Regions from separate parts of the Gossypium hirsutum genome. Here region 1 is linked to region 2. A link is a contact called in public Hi-C data. All regions are on one chromosome and are shown on one strand. Each heading gives the region's core, a stretch centred on a gene start, on an enhancer-like site or on the middle of the called end of the contact. The rest is flanking DNA. Distances are from core to core; before and after follow the strand shown.

What was found. Hi-C and Micro-C count contacts between places; a contact is called where the count stands out from the background.
Region 1: a Hi-C map of leaf shows a contact between it and region 2, with 2.6 times the contacts expected there. The contact joins the enhancer-like site here to the promoter of LOC107909637 in region 2. A contact is called at or near these places in 7 of 34 Hi-C or Micro-C datasets (callus, hypocotyl and leaf).

What each region holds. Positions count from the first base shown.
Region 1 is chrD02:61,733,105-61,737,616 of Gossypium_hirsutum_v2.1, reverse strand. No RefSeq gene overlaps it. Among protein-coding and RNA genes, the nearest start is that of LOC121215068, 53 kb to the left of the region's middle. Within about 2 kb of position 2,691, at least 4 of the 9 cell types and tissues checked have an H3K27ac peak or open chromatin away from gene starts, as enhancers often do. A contact at or near this core is called in hypocotyl and leaf, where this site is marked.
Region 2 is chrD02:61,470,294-61,474,526 of Gossypium_hirsutum_v2.1, reverse strand. LOC107909637 (serine/arginine-rich splicing factor RSZ21) reads left to right here and starts at 2,428. Exons shown (of 6, transcript XM_016837250.2): 1 at 2,428-2,567; 2 at 2,751-2,860; 3 at 3,127-3,215; 4 at 3,679-3,904. The coding sequence starts at 2,772.

The sequences.
Region 1 (4,512 bases), core at 1,442-3,941, 260 kb before region 2:
TTTGCTTTTGGTATATGTAATTGAACAATTATATATAAATGGATCCGAGGAAGTGCGAATAATAAGTACTCTAGAAATCAGTATATGCAGTTAATGATTATGTTAGTAACTTGATTATATGCATATAATGTATATACCTTTGTCCGTTTATGTATATTAGTTAAATATACATTCTTTTAGATTTAAACAAAATGACTTAATATAGCAATGTTTGGTTAGTAATTATATTTGATATTTGTGATTTCAATAAATTTACTTAAAGAATTATGTGATTCTTTTATATGTATTTTTAGATATGCTATAGACTTACTAAGCTATAAAAGCTTACTTTGATTAATTTTGTCCATTTGTTTTTATAGATTTTGGAGACGCGTTACGAGCTCGGGGATCATCAGCATAGTCTATCACACTATCGACTTCTTTTGGTATTTTGTTAAATATTTTAACTTGATCTTATGGCATGTATAGGTTTGAGTACGATGTTGGTTAGATTTTAATTGTATATTATAAATAGCTATGCGAAAATGATTTAATTTTCATGTTTGTGATCAGTTTGGTTTTAAAAAAAAATGGTTGTGTTTGTTCGGTAATACCTCGTAACCCTAATTCGGCGACGGATACGGGTTAGGGATGTTACAAGAAATTTGAGAATAAAAAAGCATATAAAAATCATAAATAAATAAGAAATAGAAATTAAAAAAGAATAAAGTGGAAGATGGACGAGTAAACTAATGGTTATGATGGATAGAAGGATAAATGCCCAGTTAAATCCTTTGAGATATAAATCCCAACAAACTCAATTAATAACTCTAATCAATCCCCCAAGAAATAATCCTTGACAAATTGAAGGGTGAAGAATGAATTTCCATGACTCATTGAAGAAAATCGAGAAGAAAACTACTTCTAAAAATCATAAGAAAGAAATCATGCACAAGAAACAAACCCCATCCATGCATGTATCATTCCCCCTTTCCTCGAAAAGATTCATCCTCAAATATTATATTTGATTGAATCTTTGTTTGATTTGCTTGGCCTTTGACATTGTTGTTGGGTCTTGATGTAATATGAGCCCAGCACATTCATGGGTCTGAAATTAGGCTTTGAGACTCGCATTACTACGATAGTTCTCAATGTATTGTGTAAAAAATAGCAAATATAATTACAACATATAATAAGATTGTTCGAAAAAAGAAATATCAAATGTGAAATTGGTAAAATGATGAAAACTATAATTTCTTTATTTCTCACCATAACTAAAAAAAAAAACTTTACTGATGTCATGCACGCTTGATTCGAATTTAAATTAATTTTTTAATAATTTTATTTAAATTTAATTATAAAATATATTAATATTAATATAAAATTATGTATTTATTATTTTGTAAACAATGATATGAACTTTTTGAATTGATTAACCTAAGTTTGAAATTTTTAAAAAGGTGAAGTTGTCACCTAATTTCTAGTAATGATTTGGATTCGTTGAAAGCTATTTTTGTTTTAGCTCAAAATTTTTCAATATTTAATAATAATAATATTGAATTTTAATTAAATGCAAAATCAAACTCAAATCTCTAATGGAAAATAAACTATCTTAATGCTGCTTTTTAATCTATAAAACTCAAAGTTGTATTTAAACGCTCCAACTCCTCTATAACTAATTAGTTGTTGACACAAAATCAACGTACTTGGAACCAAAACATATCTCCATCGATTTCCTGAAGACACGGTATCCCAATAAATGGAACGATTTGTACGCTATTAGGCACTAGCTAGACAATGACAAAGATATGGCTAATCATAAGTGGAGAAAATAGCTAAGGAGGGAGTGGAGTTGAGTGGAATAATTAGTGTCCAAAATCCTTACCCTGGGGATAGGGCAGTGGCCACTCATCAAAATAGTGAATAGAAATGAAAAAATGCTGATGAAGTTGGGAGGGTAACTAAGTTAAGACATCATGTGCAAGCATGTGAAATTGGTTCCCACCACTAGATCCAGCTCAAACCCAATCAGTCCCTCACCACCTCACTCACACTCATTTCATCACATTCATTGCCCCACCACCTAGCCCTTACCTGGTCAACTCACCCAAATGAACACCAATCTGCGGAGCCAATTGTCCATGATTCCCCCCCTTGTTCGCACCAAGTCAATAAATCACCCCTTTATCCGTTAATATGCCTAATACCTTGATTAAATTTGAATCAAATAATAATGAATTTTAAAAAAAATAATGGTGTTGGTGTATGGGTTTAATAAATGGAGGAGACACAGAAGAGGGAGGGGTGGTCTTAGTGGAGGCCGGTTCATTTAATTTGAACAAAGAGTCGAAGGTTGAAACAAGCAAGAAGGTTGAGATAGCAAAGGATTGTTTTGGAGGTAGTAACAGGGCTAGATTGAGGATTGATCCCTTCTTCATCATTTCAGGGTATATATAAGAGAGGTTCAGTATTAGGTGAGATTAATGTGGCGGGTCTGTTATTAGACCATCATTGAGAGACGTGTGAGAAGGATTTTTGTGATGAAACGCATATGGTCATTCCATATGATCCCTGAAGTAGAGTGGTTAGACCAACGTGAGATTTGGTGGCCTAAGGAATCACGTTTTGAACAAGAGAACAAGTGATTGTTTGCCTCACGGGAATGATCCATTCTGGTAAGGCAAAAAGTTGACTGGGGTCAAGCCTTCGGGACCATCAGTCCCTTGGTGATTGGCTAGTAACAAGTGAAGTGACATTCTCCAAATAGCTTACTATGCTATCACGTATCACAGTCCGAAAAAATATAACAAATGGAGTATAACTTAACCCAATTAAATTTCCCCGATCCCTACTTCTCTTTTTCTATGCATATATATGTAATTATTAAATCAAATTACAACTCCATTTAAAGCACAAGGATTACTCGAGTAAGCAGAAATAATGCAGAAACATGTATCAAGTAGTCATATGCACCCCTTATGATTTATTTTGTGTACAAAATCCTTAGTGATAGGGGGTTATGGTAACATGGGTCTCTTTCAGTGAACAACAAAATATTTTGGGGGATAATTTTACTTTTTCATTTCTTTCCAGCTTTAAGAAGCAAAAGGAATGAAGATGGGGGGAGGTTTATTTTCCATTTAGTGGCCTAGGGACCCCAAACATAGAATGTGTTTCAATTAAGATACATAATCTTGCACACCCAGACTCACTGTGTGTTGGCCAATAATATAGCACAAAAATTATTGGATAGTGATGTAACATTACTTTCCTCAATAAAATATCGGAGGTATGTTTAATTCTAGGGGGAAAAAGTACTCTTTACATCTTACAAGCTTCACCTTCCCTCCAAATAAGGTGCTAGTTATTATTTTATACGCTGCAAGATATTATGTGGTTTAAAGATCAAAATGTCTTAGTTTTGCATATAATAGTGGTTATATTGGAGAAAACAAATGATATATGTCTACTGTATTTCTATTTTACAAATTATAAACTCAGAAAATTAATTATGTTACATATAGACCCTTCATTTTTAAATTATTTACTAGATATATAAACCATGTGTTGTAGTGGGCATGATATCAAATTTATTAAAATGATATTTTATAATACTTTTAAATGATAAAAAAGTAAGAAAAATTAAAACTTTCCACAAAATTGAATTATTAGAATATGTCAATCAGTTAGCATTGATAATTTTTGACAAAACATTATTATATTTATGTGATACAAACACAATGCGGTAAAAATAATTAAACACAAAACAAATAAGATGATAGAAATACAAGAATGTGTAAAATTTACATAAAGAATTATTAAAATGTCAAGGTTTATATAAATATGCCTCAAATACATTTATGATAGACAATTGGCATAATGGCAAAAATTGCCCTCAACGTTTATTTTTTAGACAATTCGATCTTTAATTTTTTTTTGGAACAATTTTGTCTTCATTGTTCCATTTTCGAGTCAAATTACTTATTTATTAACGAAAAAAGTAACGGTGTTGGTATGATGTGACACCACATAAAATTTAATAAAATAAATAATTAAATTAAATTAAATTAAAAAAAAAAAAGCAAAAGCCTCCCCAGACTAAAAATCTAAAAAAAAAAAAAGAAACAAAGTAAATAATAATAAAAAGTAAAGCAATTCGTTAAACTGGAGTAACTTTGCCCAACCTAGTTTATTCTAAAATCAAATCTTCCTTTGTTTCATTCAGGTTTTACTTTGTTGGCGGAAAGAAAATTAGAAAATTAGAAGGATATGAAAACTATAATTTTTCTTTTCATAGGTATGTTTGATAGAAGAGATGTAAAAATTAAAAAAAAAATTACTTTTTCTTTTCATCTATTGCTTGGTAGAGTTGAAAAATTGAAGGAAAGAAAATAAAACATTCAAAAAATGCATAAGTTTGAACTAACACACACATCTCATTTTCTCTCCTCCCATCTTTCCAATTCGAAATGATTGATTTTTATGCATTAGGATAGAAAATGATCCTCTCTCTTATTTTATTTCCTCTCACTT
Region 2 (4,233 bases), core at 1,179-3,678:
AATAATGATTCATATGAAATATAATCTTTTTTTCATTCACAATCTCAATATGATTTCCATTATAATGAATATCTTTTAGAACTAATGTATTAACCATCACAAATTTTGTGCTTTTTAGATATTGATATATTAGCTCTTCTGGTGCTTTCAACTAATTTTGTACTATCAAATGTTGGAATAATATTTGTTTGTTTCAGTACCAAATAAGATAAATATTTTCTATCTGGAATGATAGAATTCATTACTACATTCTCAAATCCTTCCTCAAATAATATTAACAGAAACAAAATATTTGGGCATATGCCACATATGTGACCAATAATATTTCATATCACATTGATAACATAAGTTATCTTTGCCCTTTGAAGAGTTATTTTGAAAACTCTCATTGTTCTCTTATTTATAACTATGTTCCTGCTTTTAGTGGTCCATGATTATTTCTTTTATTTTATTTATATTTGCATTCACTTCGAGGAATATAACAAATCTAGTAGGACAGACTTCTAAATACCTCCATTGATTCTTTATTTCATAATCACCATCGCGAACCTACATGGATTTCAAATCAAAATCTATCTATTCATGTTCGTCATGACTAGTCTCCAATTATAATAAATAAATCATAGTAAAATATAACTGAAGATCTTTAACACCATCGTCGTCACTTTGGCTATTATCACGTGCACTATTACAAGTACTAAAATGACTATGCTTTCATAAGAATATACTACATATAACTTATAGAATCTTATGATGCTCTAATAAATTATTTGTATTTTATAATTCAATCTAAAATATATAATCCAATCATTCATCAATAACAAAAAAAAAAAATTCTCTTTAAAGGGGACCAATATCACAAAAACTTATATTTTGTATCGACAATTAAAGTATATTTAAACAATCATTTAAAAACAATATATTATAAAGTTTTATTAGTAACCCTTATGAACCCATCAATATTAATATAAGTTAATAATTTGATCAGACTTAAAAAAATAAAAAAATAATCATACCTCAAAAAACAAAAAAATGAAGCTCCTTACCAATTTAAATTGTGCTTTATAAATCTAAAATTCATGCTGAGATCAAAATTTTTTTCACCATCCAAAGCAACGGACTAAAGTGTCCATCTTGGTGTTGAGCCTCTTAGTGTATACTCAAACCTTCCATTCGGAGTAATATTATTTTACCAACTTTAATAAGAAGTAAAACAAGTTAATTAAAAAAATCTCAAATTAATTTAATTTAATTGAAAATTAATCTAGATATAAAACACTAAATAGATGAAAACTTCCTGCAAAGAGTTGCAAACAACAACAGGCTAAAGACAACAAGTAATGGAGAATGAGGGAAGTAAGCGCTCAATTTGAATAGCAATCGGCAACAATAAATAGACATTTGAAGAAGCAAAGGAGCCAACGAAACAGAAAAATAAAAGTAATTTTAGTGGTTAGAGGTTGAATTTTGGTATTTTGGATGAGGCTTAATGGTTCGCAAAGTTGCCGTTGATTTAATCCACAATTAAGATATTTAGAAGAGAATCGTATTGATAACATGTTATAAAATAAAAGACAGAGAATAAAGAACAAAGAGAATAGAAGAGCAAAGAGAGAGCGTATTTTTATTGATCAATCGAGGTATTTACAAAGCTTCTCCAAAGTCTTTATTTATAGGCATAAGAAGTATAAATGAAGTAGAGATCTATTTCTAATCACTATTAGAATTTAAAGTATATCAAAGCTTATCTTGATCTTGATGGACACCCGCTTAATAAGATATTCATAATAATTTCTTCTTATTTCAAAATTTAAATGGTTATTGTAAAATGGTTTGAAGGATAATATTTAGGGTTGAATAGTAATATCAATATTGAGTAAATTGAGTTTTTTTAAAATATAGAAAAAAATTAGTTCTTTTTAGTTTTAAAAAACGAGCAATTAAAGATAATTAATCATGATTCTCACATTTTTATCAATTTATTCAATTTTTGATTGGTATAATAGTCATCAATGTTTACACATTTTGTCAAAAAAATTTCTAATTCTAAAAAATTAAACAAATATAGCTATCAACATGAACACATTTTATAAAGTTGATCTTCATTCTATTTTTTTTGATTTGGTGAGAGTAAATTTATTGGATTCTTAAAATTATGACCGAAATGATAAAATTTATAAATGTTGAAGGTTAATTTTATTATTATACCAATTAAAGGTAGGGTAAATTGGTGCAGTGATTAATTACTTAGACACTCGACTTTAGTCAAAACAAAACTCACCAAACTTGATATATTAAATCTTGCTAAGTTTTTCTTTTATGACTTAGAATCTAAAACTTGATGTAAATGAAGATTTGTACTTTTCCATTGGATTTGTTGAGAGGCCCAATACTATAGAAAGGCCAAGGCCTTGTACAATATTAATTAGCAAAGCGGAACCTTTTCATTTTATAGGGTTGTTTATTCTTCGAGGGTTATAGGATTGGCTACCGCAGAACCAAATTGATCAATCGAAGTTTCATCTCTCTTTCTTCTATCCTGCAAACCCTATAGAAATTTCCTCAAGGTAACCTAACCCCTACTCTCTATCTCCTCCTCCGTCTATAATTTCGATTCCTTCGATAATTTGCAAAACCCCTAATTTATCTATGATGTATCTATAACGAGCTTTGATGGCTATTCAAAACCATTAGATTTTCCGTTTTTGTGATTTTATTCACTTTTCCTAATTAATTTGTTATTGTTTAAGGTGTGCAGTGATTTTACGAGAATGTCTCGGGTCTATGTTGGGAATTTGGATCCTCGGGTCACTGAGAGGGATCTCGAAGACGAGTTTAGGATTTTTGGCGTTCTCCGCAGGTATTTTTATTTTTATTTTGTGAATGAAGGGGATAAAGTGTATTTTGATAGGGACCTGGGTGTTTTTCTTTGGGTTAAATTTATTTGCCACTCTGAAGATTGTCAGGTTTTGCTAGCTTTAATTGATTATTTAGTTTGTTCGTCAATATCATACAAGATGAACTTGCTTTCCTGCATTTGAAAGAAGCTTTAAAATAAAAATAAAAAAAATAATAAAATGCTGTTTGTGCTATTGATTGATTTATGTTTTGATGAAATGAATCCAGTGTATGGGTAGCTCGAAGGCCTCCTGGGTATGCGTTTATTGAGTTTGATGATCGCAGGGATGCTATTGATGCAATTCGTGAACTGGATGGTGTGTATACTCTTTTTTCTAGTGTTTATTTCTTTCATTTGTTGTATTACTCTTACATGCTTGAATTATGGTGGTTCTCTACTCGAATACCCTTATATAAGTTGCCCTATTCATTAGTTTTTGCTTGATTATTTATGTTGCCCTCACTTATATGCTGCATATGCTTCTAATTTGGTGAGTGTTGAGCTTTCATTTGAATGCTAGAGAGATCTCCTAACCGGTTTAAGTATTTTAATGATTTTCTTTTATATTTCAAGAAGTTGCTATTGTTTTCTGGTTGTCTGCAGCCAGTTGCTTTAGTGGTTTGGTGTAATCTGATTGTTTATTCCAAAAAAATAATTCTAAGTTTGTGCATTTGGCTCTTAGTTCTTTTGGTTCCTTAGATTCAAATGACATTTCTGATCTATGTTGCTTTATTGACCATTTCTAGAATTTTCTAACTATATCCTTTTTCTCACTTAAGGAAAAAATGGTTGGCGTGTGGAACTTTCTCATAATTCAAAAGGTGGTGGAGGCCGTGGTGGGCGCCGTGGTGGGGGTGAGGATTTAAAGTGTTATGAGTGTGGTGAGCCTGGTCACTTTGCTCGCGAATGCCGCTCGCGTTATGGATCACGAGGCCTGGGAAGTGGCCGGCGTCGAAGCCCCAGTCCTCGTCGCCGTAGGAGTCCAAGTTATGGGCATGGGCGCAGGTGGGGTTAAGGATTCCTTTTCTTTCTCTCTCTTTATTGGAGTGTGTAGAGGAGGGTAGCTCCTACTGTGATCTTTTTTGTAAAGGAGCCTATACAAAGTGATGGTACATTATATATCATGCCTTTTCCTATGCTATTCAAAAATCCCTTTGCCCCTTTTTGAAACTTAGTGGCTAGAATTGATATTTATGCAAAAACAATGTCTGTCAATTTAAGACTGTGTTTACCTATATGTCCAACTGGTTTTTTATTATACTTACAAGAAGCATATATCTTTTTATTTGAATGGATTTGATGAAGGCTTTTTATTTTAATTAAACTTGATTTGG